Regions from separate parts of the Mus musculus genome. Here regions 1, 3 and 4 are each linked to region 2. Evidence: chromatin contacts called from public HiChIP or PLAC-seq and promoter capture Hi-C data. All regions are on one chromosome and are shown on one strand. The core of a region is the stretch at or near the end of the contact, and the rest is flanking DNA. Distances in the headings are between cores, read along the strand shown.

The links. Promoter capture Hi-C pulls out the DNA fragments that hold promoters and counts their contacts. HiChIP or PLAC-seq counts read pairs in DNA pulled down with a chosen protein or histone mark.
Region 1: a contact with region 2 is called in a promoter capture Hi-C map of embryonic stem cells, with 4 times the contacts expected there. The contact joins the enhancer-like site here to the promoter of Dnaaf3 in region 2. A contact is called at or near these places in 16 of 39 promoter capture datasets (the 3T3-L1 cell line, 3T3-L1-derived adipocytes, the C10 cell line and 10 more) and 3 of 115 datasets of contacts at active chromatin or transcription factors (embryonic stem cells and epiblast stem cells).
Region 3: a contact with region 2 is called in an H3K27ac HiChIP or PLAC-seq map of embryonic stem cells, with 4 times the contacts expected there. The contact joins the enhancer-like site here to the promoter of Dnaaf3 in region 2. A contact is called at or near these places in 11 of 39 promoter capture datasets (the 3T3-L1 cell line, the C10 cell line, the HPC-7 cell line and 5 more) and 2 of 115 datasets of contacts at active chromatin or transcription factors (embryonic basal ganglia and embryonic stem cells).
Region 4: a contact with region 2 is called in an H3K4me3 HiChIP or PLAC-seq map of bone marrow-derived macrophages, with 5 times the contacts expected there. The contact joins the promoter of Lilra6 here to the promoter of Dnaaf3 in region 2. A contact is called at or near these places in 2 of 39 promoter capture datasets (embryonic stem cells and pre-B cells) and 1 of 115 datasets of contacts at active chromatin or transcription factors (bone marrow-derived macrophages).

The regions. Positions count from the first base shown.
Region 1 is chr7:3,577,440-3,580,851 of GRCm38.p6, reverse strand. No RefSeq gene overlaps it. Among named protein-coding and RNA genes, the nearest start is that of Oscar, 37 kb to the left of the region's middle. Within about 2 kb of position 1,676, at least 16 of the 459 cell types and tissues checked have an H3K27ac peak or open chromatin away from gene starts, as enhancers often do. A contact at or near this core is called in embryonic stem cells, where this site is marked.
Region 2 is chr7:4,531,168-4,534,391 of GRCm38.p6, reverse strand. It overlaps Dnaaf3 (dynein, axonemal assembly factor 3), which reads left to right and starts at 1,927. Exons shown (of 12, transcript NM_001033548.3): 1 at 1,927-2,014; 2 at 2,117-2,205; 3 at 2,512-2,654. The coding sequence starts at 2,121.
Region 3 is chr7:4,002,259-4,005,498 of GRCm38.p6, reverse strand. No RefSeq gene overlaps it. Among named protein-coding and RNA genes, the nearest start is that of 1700095K22Rik, 23 kb to the right of the region's middle. Within about 2 kb of position 1,293, at least 4 of the 459 cell types and tissues checked have an H3K27ac peak or open chromatin away from gene starts, as enhancers often do. A contact at or near this core is called in embryonic stem cells, where this site is marked.
Region 4 is chr7:3,913,844-3,916,972 of GRCm38.p6, reverse strand. Lilra6 (leukocyte immunoglobulin-like receptor, subfamily A (with TM domain), member 6) reads left to right here and starts at 1,472. Exons shown (of 9, transcript NM_011090.2): 1 at 1,472-1,531; 2 at 1,686-1,721; 3 at 1,900-2,184; 4 at 2,334-2,639. The coding sequence starts at 1,498.

The DNA.
Region 1 (3,412 bases), core at 427-2,926, 950 kb after region 2:
ATGCAGATGTCTCTGTGTCTTATTCTTTTTTTTTTTTTAAAGATTTATTTATTTTTTATTTATATGAGTACACTGCAGCTGTCTTCAGACACACACTACAAGAGTGCATCATTACAGCTGGTTGTGAGCCACCATGTGGTTTCTGGGAATTGAACTCAGGACCTCTGGAAGAACAGTCAGTGCTCTTAACCGCTGAGCCATCTCTCCAGACCTGTGTCTTTATTCTTAAACCCCAAATGGGACACACACACATCCCAAAGGCCTCACAATACCACCTCAAGAAAAAGATCTAAGTTCAAGATTTTGGGGAGAATACTGGTACATGAGTGAAGTTGCTAGGTACATTCTAATCAGAATCAACCTCTGACAGCTGCTCAAGTCTCCTTATTGCTGTGGAAGCACTGGGAGGTGGACAGATCTCCCTCTCCCTCTCCCTTTCTCCCACTCTCCCTCACTCCCCCCTCCCCCTCCCCCTCTCTCTCTTTCTCATCCCCCCCCTCACACACACACACACACACCAGGGGTTTTTCCCTCATGATTTTTTTCTCTCACAGCAAGAAGGAGTGGAGGTATTTCTTCATCAACCCTTGGCAGATGTTGCTGGTGGCTATTTTCAGGGCCATTAATTTCCTAGCACGCTCACAGATGGGCAGAGGGGATTTCACCAAAGAGCCTCAAGCACCAACATGCAGGTGTGAGCTGTGGGGCTGCATGCGCTTCAGATGCAGGCAGGAAGGCAGCCATCTGCAGACTCAGGGTCCTGCCCAAGCTGTTCTTCACCTCTCCTTCCTTCCTGTTACATTGTTGGTGTTTTTGATGTGTATGGGTATTTTGCCTGCAAGAATCTCTGCATGCATGCAATCCCTACATAAATTGGGATGAATTCTCAGCTCCTCCCCAATAAGTAAATAATAAATGTGATAAAGTGTTTTATATTGACTGTTGGGCAAGGGAGTAGATACAGCTATTTACTCAGATAGCTAAATTTTTAAAAGTCAGCAGCTGTTGCAAACAAGGAGAATTTTATTTCCTCCTATATAATTCGGATAGAATTTTTTTTTTCTTGCTCAATTGGTTATCACTTCCATTCTATGTCCAATGGACGGAGCGAAAGTAGGCATTATTGTCTTAGATAATGGTGTAATAACGAAATATCTTGAACTAGATGTCATATAAGATAGAGAAGCTTATTTTTCATGATTCTGGAGATGTTGCAAGTCTGAGATGGAGTCATTGGCAGGTTTGATGTCTGAGGACAGCTTCCTGCTTCATAGATGACACCTTCTTGTGCAGTCTTGGCCAGGCAGAAGTGGTGAGAGAATACTTAAGACTTGTTCTGTTTCAGACCCAGGACAAGGGGCTGAGCTGCAAAACTTTACATACCAAAGCCGACCTGGCCTTCAGGTTCTCCCAGCATCCCTCAGTCCCTACCTGGCATACCCCACCCTCTACCCAGAACTTTCCAGCACAAGGGTGGGCGGCTCTCCACCCCTACCCCCACCCCCCAGCCATCTTCCTATATAATCCAGACACGTGAAAGTTTGGTTTATTGCTATGTATTGCAATGCTAATAGGCCTGCAAGTGGCTTCTCACTTTTACAGCGTTTTGTTACGCAAATCTTGTTCCTTGATTTAAATTGATTGGTTAAATAAAATTGGCTACAACCAATGACTGGAGAGATTAGAGGTAGGTTGGGAGTGACCTTGTTGGAGGAGAGACTGGGAGAATGAGGAGGAAGAGGCCAAGAGGGGAGAGGAACCGTGAGCTCCTGGCCAGGAGAAACAGCAAGTATCTGGGGTACACTGCTGGGAGGGTAGCCAGGCCTGCAGTTAGAAGAGCAAATTAAGGGTGACCCCCAGTAATTGCCAAAGCCAAATAAAATAACCATAGTCTGAGTCTCATTTATTTGAAAGCTAGTTGGGGATCTCTCTGTCCTATTTTCCTTCCCTCTTCATGTGAGCTTTCTCTCTTCCTTCCCTCTCTACCTTCCCATGACAATTTCCCTTCTTCCTTGGGGCCAGTGAACTCACCCTATAAATCTGCATTTATATATGTTTTAATCTGGTTTGAATTGGCTCATTTCACTGGTAGAAAAACAACTTATCAAGACTCTTAAAAAATATATTAGTCAGGTATGGTGGTGCTCTCCTTTAATCCCAACATTTGGGAGGCAGACCTGAGTTTCAAACCTGCCTGGTCTGCGTAGGCATTCCAGGACAGCTAAGTTGACATACTGAGACCCTGTTCCAAAAAGCCAAGAAAAGAGGTGACTTATATTTTGTGTGGGTGTGTATGTGGAGGCTAGGAATCGAACCTCAATCCTCTGCAAGAGTGCTCTTAATCTCTGAGCTATCTCTTTCTCTCTCCCTTTATTAAAAGATTTATTTTATATACATGAGTACATTTATTTTATGTACTGTAGCTGTCTTCAGACCCACCAGAAGAGGGCATCGGATCCCATTGATGATGGTTGTGAGCCACCTTGTGGTTGCTGGGAATTAAACTCAGGACCTCTGGAAATGTAGTCAGTGCTCTTAACTCTGAACCATCTCTCTGTCTCTGTCTCTGTCTGTCTCTCCTTTTTTTTTTTTTTTTTTTTTTTTGGATACAAATTCTGCTCACTGGAGAATGATGTTATTTCTCTGCCAGTGAAACATGCCAATTGAAGCCAGATTAAAGTATATACAGGCAGGTGGTCCCAAGGAATGAGACCAGGGAAGTCCCGTGGGAAAGGAGACAAAGGGGAGGGGGAAAGAGAAAGAGAAAAAGTGTGTGTACATGACAAGAGAGGAAGAGGAGAGGGAAAGGGAGAGAGACCAAAATGCAAAATGTTTGGTTTATATAGGAAAATGTCTCTTAAGAGAGAGAAAGACCAGCCTTGTGATAATAAGAGAGACAAAAGGAGGGGGCAAGCGATTCTGTTTATAGTGGACCAGGCCTACCTGTCTGTTGCCAGGTAACTGTGGGAATGGAGTCCAGACAGAATACCAGCAAGCCCCTGGGCTGGAAAGTTCAGGGTAGAGGGTGGGTTATGCTAGGTAGGGACTGAGGGATGCTGGGAGAACCTGGAGGCCAGGTCAGCTTTGGTATGCTTTTTTTTTTTTTTAAGATTTATATATTATGTATATAAATACACTGTAGCGATACAGATGGTTGTGAGCCATTGGCCCCAAGATTTATTTATTATTATACATAAGTACACTGTAGCTGTCTTCAGACACACTGGAAGAGGCCGTCAGATCTCATTATGGGTGGTTGTGAGCCACCATGTGGTTACTGGGATTTGAACTCAGGACCTTCAGAAGAGAAGTCAGTGTTGTTACCCGCTGAGCCATCTTGCCAGCCCCAGCTTTGGTATGTTAAATACGCAAGTCAGCCCTTTGTCCAGGGTCTGAAACCCAAGAGACCCCA
Region 2 (3,224 bases), core at 678-3,177:
TATGGTACAAAACACACAGAAAGGAGCGAGGTGTTCTGCTTCATCGTGAGTCTGGAATTATATGATGTTATAAGTTATGCTATACATTTCTCTTTGCCTTATTGTGTGAGTTTTTGACTGCCTGTCTGTCTGTCTGTCCCCAGCATGTATACTGTGTACCACCTACATGTATATCCTCAGAGGCCAGAAGAGAGCATCAGATTTCCCGGGACTGGCATTATATACCGATGGTTGAAAGCTGACTGACATGTGGGTGTTGGGATCTGAATCAGGTCCACTGGAAGAGCAACCAGCGCTCTTGACTGCTGAGCCAGCTCTCCAGCCCTCTCTCTGTGTATAATGATGCTTGAACTATTACACCTACTTCTATCCCGTGACCCCCACCCCACAGGATTGAATTATAGTCTCGTACTATCACACCTGGATTGATGTGGTGCTGGGATGGAACACAGTGTTTCAGTCACGCCATTCCTGAAGGTATCGTTTCTGTAGCATTGTCTCGATTAGTTTTTGTCCTTCATTCTAGTAAGTTCTTCTATTGCTTAACATGATCTGAGAGACCAGTGTTAGGTATCTTCCCAGGAGGAAGATTTCTAAATTTGTATTTGAAAATTTTATTCTTTGTGTGTGAGTGTGTGTGTTACTCAAGTGTTTGTGGGTGCCAAAAGAGGTGAGAAGAGGGCATGAGAGCCCTGGGGCTGAAAGTACAGGCCGTTATGATCCTTCTGATGTGGTGCTGAGAACTGAACTCTCCCGTTCTCTAGGAGAGCAGAAAGTACCTTTATTTTTTATTTTATTTTATTGTTTTGTTTTTGTTTTTGTTTTTGTTTTTTGAGACAGGGTTTCTCTGTGTAGCCCTGGCTGTCCTGGAACTCACTCTGTAGACCAGGCTGGCTTCGAACTCAGAAATCCGCCTGCCTCTGCCTTCCAACAGAAAGCACCTTTAACTGCTGAACCTTTCTCCAGCTCCCAGCTCCAGGAGGGAGGATTTTTTTTTTTTTTTTTTTTAGCTTTTATACAGTGCGGTAGCCTTTGCTGGGCTAGAATAAGATATGGCAAACTGGTCTTGAACCACTGATTTTCCTACTTCAGAATGTTGGTATTACAGGTCTGTGCCATGGTGCCTGCTAAAGATGTATTATTGAGTAATGACTGTGAGTAATAGCCTGATCATATATTCTAGAAAAATCTACTGAGCAAGGTCCTGTTTTTCACCTAGTGAGGCCTGTATTCAGACAAGAGCCCAGGTGTAAAAGAAACAAAAACAAAAGAACAAAACAGAGATGTGAAGGCATGTCTTGGCTTCCTGTTATAATTTGGATTCACAGAGATTTCATTAGAATCCAGGAGTGGTGGCTCACAATATTTAAACCAAGGCCAGGAGGACTGCTGCGAGTTCGGAGTAACTCGAATAAAGAGGGACTCTGGCTCAAAAAGAAGAAGAGGAGGGAAAAGAAGAAGAGGGGAGGAGAGGAGGAGGGGAGGGGGAGAAGAAGGAAGAGGAGGAGGAAAGAAGAAAAAGGAAGAAAGGAAGGAAGGAGAGAGAGAGAGAGAAAGAGAGAGAGAGAGAGAGAGAGAGAGAGAGAGAGAGAGAGAGAGAGAGAGAGAGAGAGAGAGAGAAAAGAAAGAAAAAGAAAAGAAAGACAAACAGGGAAGACATTTCGTTCAGTTCTGATTTAATTTGAAGCAGCAAGGTAGATCCTCCCTTTCCTAGAAATTTGGAGGACGGATCCAGAAAGCAGGCACCCTACTCTGGTCCGGCTGTCGTTATGACAACCGCGTCCGGTGTCCAGTTTCAGACCACACCGCAGCCATCTCCCGGAGCTTCTATTGGTCAAAAGTTCATAGCGAGCGGCACCTTTTCACGTTAATTGGTCAGTTGATAGCAATAATGCAAAACCACCTGCTCCCATTGGGTGATGACTCAGAGTGGGCGAAGCCTCTGGGAAACTGTTGTGGTGGCTTCCAGGAGCTCAGCACAGGACCCTACCTACGGATATTTTGAAGAATAAAGGTGAGGGGATTAACGTGGAGGCGAAGGGGTAAGAAGCGGGGCAGCGAGAAAGGGAGGGATGAGATGGACAAATGTGGAATTCCCCGGACTCCTGTCCCACAGAGCGATGACCACGCCTGCGGGCTCGGGCACCGGTTATGGTAGTGTGTCCTGGTGGGGTCTGTCCCCGGCGCTGGACCTACAGGCAGAAAGTGAGTCTACCCTAAGACCACACACGGTCTTAGACAGAGGTGCCTTTCCTACTACAACTGTGGACTGTGCTCACAGCCCACAGCACTTGTGTCTGTGGTAGGGGATGCTGATGGGATGTGTATACCAACGTTCCCTAAATTAACTGGCTTGGGGAGAAGGGTTAATACTGAGTGCTATAAGGCAAAGGTATCGCTGTTTTTTGGAATCCAGGCTCGGCGTATCAAGCCTGCTGGTTTCTTAACTTCTAAAGTTAGCTAACTGCAGGAGAGACGAGCAGTCGACTCTGCCTGCTATCGTCTTGCCAGGTCCTCCTGTAGACCCAGATTCACAGTCGAAAACAGAGCGCAAGGTCCCAGAACTGGATGCCCTGCTGTTAGGTTCTGTGGATGGTAGACACATGCTGCGGACCCTGGCCAGGGCAGCGCTCTGGCCTCTCAGGAGCTTCAATGTGAGTTGGGATTCTGGGATCCTGGTTGGAGTGGAATGAACGGCCGATTCCTGAGCCTTTGAGAGAAGAGAGGATTGCAATGAAAGTTTCCAGGTCCTAGAGGTTAGGCTGTGGATCTGAAGAGTCTCAGACCTTGTCCTAGGGAAGTAAGGTCCTGGGATTTGAGGCCCCTGGGCTTCAGTAAGAGCGAGAGCCCAAGAATCAGGTCTCCAGCCGGGCAGTGGTGGCATATGCCTTTAATCCCAGCACTTGGGAGGCAGGTGGATTTCTGAGTTCGAGGCCAGCCTAGTCTCCAGAGTGAGTTCCAGGACAGCCAGAGTTACACAGAGAAACCCTGTCTCAAAACAAACAAACAAACAAACAAACCCCAAAAAATCAGGTCTCCAGAGTGAGTTCCAGGACAGCTAGGGCTACACAGAGAAACCCTGACTCAAAAAAACAAAACAAAACAAAACAAAACGAAACAAAACCAAAAACAAAACAAAACAAAAAATCAGGTCTCCAGGAGTGGTGTGAGGGGTGATCTCGAATCTAGACTTATGGCTTAAGAGAGAGACCTAGCAAGCTGGA
Region 3 (3,240 bases), core at 44-2,543, 530 kb after region 2:
ACTATAAATTTTGCAGGTTTCTCATCTACACATACCTGATCTTTCACCCTTGTCTTTGGTGCTGTATCAGATAACAGAGTCTTCTTTGATTCCCTTTTATGTTCACCATCACTTATTAAAAACCAGAATCCAGGTAACTTAGCCATACATTTCTTGACCTCGCCCATCTCTCTTGCTGGTCTCCTTCCTACAAAGTCTGAAACCTCAACAGGGATTCTGTGATAGCAACAGTAGGTTCCCAGAGATGGAGGCTCCTTCTTTTCTCAGTCTTTGTTCTTACACACTCATATTAAACTCATATTTTAATTCACAATGCCACTGCAGCTCCAACCATCACATGTATCTGCATAGTAGACAGAGAGCAAAAATTTTTATGAGTTCTTGAAGGTATCCCTAGCAAGGCTCCATCTCTTTAGCACAGTGTAACTGTAAGCCTTACATGAACCGGGTACTCCTGAAAGGCAGGCTGGGGCTGAAAGAGACTAGATAGCGAGAAAAGAATGAGGCTAAGACAAATTTTTCTCTGATCAAGACCCCAAAGTTTACTAAGAGTCTGTGCTTATAAAGAGGGGAGGCCAATCCCCCGCCAATCCATTCTTGGTGTCTGGAGCCAGCCTGTAGGCGACATGCAGGATAGGATGTGTCTCTGGAATGTCTCAAGGTCTCTCAGCAGGTAGCAGAGTCTTGGAGAACAGTGGTAGTTGACATAATATAGCCATCATAATATAGCTACACTCCAGGTGATCTTATATTCAGTGGCAGCCTGCTTCAAAGCTGAGGGAGGCTACAATTCCTCCCTAAATATATACTAAAAATTAGCTGGACTGAGGCATAAAATTATTTTTATGCTCCATAGTCCTGCCTGGGAGTTATGGTGGCTGGCGGCCGTGCCTGGCTTGGGATATCTCTGATTTTCCCGAACTATTCTTATCTGTCAACTATTCTTATCTTATTCTTATGCAGCTTGTTTGTGTTTATTTTACACCAACATGGCTCTGTGGTGTATTATTAATAAACCACGGCCTCTTGGCATATACCTCTGTCTTCGATTGATATAGTTCTGAAATCTGGTTGCCCGACATTGACTGAATGGCCCTCATACCACACCTTATTCCCAAATCAGACCAAAGCCACAATATATACTCAATATGCTTCTTCATATCAATGAATTTCTGCCACCTGTACTTGCTAGAGGCGGGGCTGCATGCTTGCTGAAAACAGGCTGTAAGGCGTTGACTGATCTGCTTGAAAAAACAAAGTCAGTTGAAAAACAACAGGATAAAAGCTTCTTCCGGGAAGTCCAGGTACTCTATTCAGTTGCAAATTAGCAATGAACAAGCTTAGACTCTGACCTTTCAGTGTAGGAGAGGTGACTCTGAGAATCAACAGAAAGGCTGTAAATTCTCTGGAAATGGAGGCTGAGCTCCAAATAACTTTTTCAACTAAAAAGGATTTTTAGCCATCATCGAGGTTAGAATCATACTTACTAGAAGATTCAGGATCTGTGTCCACTTGACGAACCAGTCTTTCAGGCAGCCATTGAAAGGAAATAAAACTTGAAACCTGTGACTCATGTAATGTATGTCAAAAAGCCCAAAGAGTTGTTTGTGAGCTTTAAAACCTGGGGCTGAGAACATAGCAGAACAGGCCAAGACATGCCCAGGCAGGCCGTTACAAGATGGCGCTGACATCCGTTGCTCGTAGTAAAATGTGCGCAGGCGTCAGGGTATCGTTCCATTACCTGAGCCCTGCCTTTCTCGTGGCGTTAACTGACTGATAGTGGGCAGCCAATCCCAGTGGTGCACATCTCCAACCATTTTTTCGCAGCCTATAAAAGGGAAGGGTTTTCTGCTCTCTGGGTCTCCTCTCCTGAAGCTGATCATCTATCTCTCGAGATGTATTAAAGCTGTACTGCAGAAGGATCCGAGTGGCCTGCATGCGTTTTGCTGGCGAGACGGTAGAGTGGGTCAGCTAGAGAAATGTAATTTATCATGATCACATCTAGTCAAAGCAACAGGATCTGAAATTAAGGCCTCTCCTATTAGAGCTCTGTCGATGAAATCATTGCCTGCAGCAAAAGGTACAGGAAGACCAGAATGTGCTCGTATATGACCAATATAAAACAGATGTTTTTGGGCAAGAATGATATTTTGCAATTGTGAAAACAGAGATCCTTCTTGCATATTAAAGTTAAATGTACCACAAGTCTCCAATAAGGGAATCGATTGTGCAACATATAAACTATTAGTAAAAACATAAAGAGCATCATTTACAGGCTGAAAAACATTCAGTACTGCTGTCAACTATGCTAACTGAGCTGAGAGGCCAGGAGTCTCTATGACTACTTGTTGATTATTCATGAGATATCCAGCTCACCCTTTAGAGGAGCCGTCAGAAAAAAATCAAAAGAACATTATACAAAGGCTGTAAAGAAGTCACATTAGGGTTTCTGGATCCCTCATAGACTAGTCTGTGCAGATGAGAGTGTGGACTACAGAAGCTGCACAGATTCTGCAACAGACAGAAGTGACACAGCTGCTGGGGCAGACCCTGTTTTGGGCTACAGACATCCAGGCACCTTCCCCACCGGAGTAGGGGTGTCCACCCGCCTGGGAGGGCTTTGCCGGAGCACTTGGGGGAGCCATCTCTGGTCCTGGATCTCTGAGGGACTAGTCTGTGCAGGTGAGAGTGTAGACTACAGAAGCTACACAGCTTCTGGGACAGGTCCTGTTTTGGGCCTTCATGTTCACCAAGAGGCAGGTCCGAACACCAGATAATCTGTGCACCTTCCCTGCAAGAGGAGAGCTTGCCTGCGGAGAGTACTCTGAACACTGAAACTCAGGAGAGAGCTAGTCTCACAGGTCTGCTGGCAGAGGTTAACAGAATTATGGGAGGAGCAAGCTCCAAACAGAGACAACTATAACAACTAACTCCAGAGATTACCAGATGGCAAAAGGCAAATGTAAGAATCTTACTAACAGGAACCAAGACCACTCACCATCATCAGAACCCAGCACTCCCACCTGAGCCAGTCCTGGATACCCCAACACATCCAAAAAGCTAGACTCGGATTTAAAAGCATATCTCATAATGATGGTAGAGGACATCAAGATGGACTTTAATAAATCACTTAAAGATGTACAGGAGAAGCCTTGAAGATATGGGCACAGGGGGAAAATTCCTGAATAGAACAGCAATGGCTTGTGCTCTAAGAGCAAGAATAGACAAATGGGACCTCAT
Region 4 (3,129 bases), core at 223-2,722, 620 kb after region 2:
TTGATCTTTGACAAAGGAACTAAAACCATCCAGGGGAAAAAAGACAGCATTTTTAACAAATGGTTCTGGTTCAACTCACAGTCTGCAGGTAGAAGAATGCAGATCGATCCATTTTTATCTCCTTGTACGAAGCTCAAGTCCAAGTGAATCAAGGACCAGATATGCTGAATCTAATATAATATATATTACATATATTATATTAATATAATATATTATTAATTATATTATTAATATATTATATATAATATACATATATTATTATATATAATTATATAATATATACTATATAATATATATTATATTAATAATTAATTATATTATTAGCGTGTGATCAAATGCTTCTTCACATGGTAGAAAAGCAAGAAAAGTTGTGTAGTGGTTATTCCTGGTTGTCAACTTGACTATATTTGGAATGAACTACAATCCAGAATTGGAAGGCTCACCAGTGACCCTTATCTGAATATATTAATATAATATATATATTAGATTATAACATAATCTAATATCAGAAAACATGTGGAAGAGCCTCAAATTCATAGGCTGGCATGACCACCCAGTTCTCCCAGGGTCTAGACCACCAACTAAGGAGTGTACCTGGAGGAATCCATGGCTCAAGATACACATGTAGCAGAGAATGGACTCTCTCACAGCAATGGGAGGGAAGACTACATTGATGCCCCATAGTAGGGGGATGTTTGAGCAGTGGGCGAGAGTGTGGAGGGGTGAGGGCACTCTCATAGAGGCAAAAAGAATGGGGAGGCCATATGTAGGATGGGGAGTTGGTGGAGGGAACACCAGGAAGTGGGATATCATTTGAGATATAAACAAATGGAATGATTAATTTAAAAAAAGAATTATGGTCATATTTGTACACCTACAACCTGTATCCCAAGAAACTTAAATAAACCTGCACCTGTGTGGACCAGTAACCCCATGACAAGATAACTTGTTGAAAGAGCAGAATGACTTAGGAAAACGATGATGGTAAGTGATGAGACACTGATATAGCTCAGTACATAAGTGTCTGCTACCAAAATAAGACCTGATCCTGTTGACAGGATCCACACTGGACAAGGAAAACTGATTGCTGAAGTTGTATTCTGACCTCCATACACGTGCTTTGACACACATGCATGTGTATATACAAACAACATAGAGACAATAAAACACTAAAAAAATGAAAAAATGTTCACACATGTTTGCTACAATATGGCCATGACAGTAATGTGCATAGGTGAGGCAGACACTGGTGGGATGAGGAATCGCCATCTGTGTAAGACCTAATGGCAGAGGGTCTACTGCCTGGCCTAGTCACACCATTGAGGAAGTCAGAGCACGGTCCTGAGGAGGGCAGTTCCTCTTTCTGTGGGGTTGCTGATATATGACATTGTCATGGGGACTGCCCTGCCTCCAGTGCCACACCCTGTACACAATCCCTTCAGAAAGGCTCTGTAGCTCTGGCCTCAAGCACAGTTGCAGCCACTGAGGGGAGATGCCATGTCCTGCACCTTCACAGCCCTGCTCTGTCTTGGTGAGATGTGAAGAAGGGGAGGGGAAACTGAGGTCTGGAAATGATCATGGCCTGTAGACCAGCACTCACCCAAGAGGAAATGCCAGGGTCTGAGATGTTTCTACAGACTTGCTCAGCCTTAGGGACAAATCTCTTACAAAGAACTCTCTTCCAGGACTGACTCTGAGGCTCTGGATCCCAGTGCTGACAGGTGAGTGTGTCTGCAGCTGACCTGAAATGCTCTTCTCTTCAGATCCAGGAGCCATGCCTGGGCTGTGATGGTGGAAAACACCACCTGTGTGAGTCTGTGGGTGGCGGGAAGGTCATGAGGTTAAGGACTTCAATCTGAGTGTGTTTGTCCTGAGTCCTAGTTGCTCTGTTACTTGCAGGGTCCCTCCCTAAGCCTATCCTCAGAGTACAGCCAGACTCTGTGGTCCAAGTGTGGACTAAGGTGACCTTCTTGTGTGAAGAGACAATTGGAGCCAATGAGTACCGCCTCTATAAAGATGGAAAGCTATATAAAACCGTAACAAAGAACAAACAGAAGCCAGCAAACAAGGCTGAATTCTCATTCTCAAATGTACACCTGAGAAATGCAGGTCAATATCGATGTTCCTACAACACCCAGGATGAATCATCAGGCTACAGTGACCCCCTGGTGCTAGTAGTGACAGGTGAGAGACACACAGGATCCTAGGCCTCAGGTTATAACTGTCCAGACTTGGCTCTGTTAACAGGAATGCCCACCCTCACTGTGGGAACCTCAGAGCCAAGGAGAATAATGAGGCTTGGGGATATTTAACTGACTCCTCCTTCTCTCCAGGACACTACTGGACACCCAGCCTTTCAGCCCAGGCCAGCCCTGTGGTAACTTCAGGAGGGTATGTCACTCTCCAGTGTGAGTCTTCGCAGAGCTATCACAGGTTCATTTTAACTGTAGAAGGACAGCAGAAGGTCTCATGGACACAAGACTCACAGTATAACATCTCTACAGGGAAGTACCACGCCCTGTTCTCTGTGGGCCCTGTGACCCCCAACCAGAGATGGATATGCAGATGCTACAGTTATGACAGGAACAGACCATATGTGTGGTCACCTCCAAGTGAATCCGTGGAGCTCCTGGTCTCAGGTGAGGAACCTCAGCCTTCCATAGAATGATATTGAAATCATACAGGTTTCAGAGACCACTTGATGTGCGGTGTATGTGGGGATCCAGGGCTCTTTTGAACGTTGACACAGAGCACAGGAAACAGTGATTCCAAGACTCACAGTGACAGCCAAGCCCAGAGTGCCCATTAGGGAGATGATGCTTTATGAGGGCTTCGGTTACTCTGGATCAGCTGTAGCACCATCCACCAGAGCTCAGAGATTCTGGAAAACACAGAGAGGAAGGATGATGATAGCTAGAGAGGTTGAGGATACCCGGAGGACACGCCCTGGAGAGCACAGAATCAACTAAGCAGGAATCCTGAGGGCTCACAGAGCCTGCACGGGTGTACCCTAGGACCTCTGCATACATGCTGTGACTGTTCCAAATGATAGCATTTTTTATAGCTGGTCGTGGTGGCCCACACCTTTAATCCCTGCACTCGGGAGGCAGAAGCCAGCAAATTTCTGAC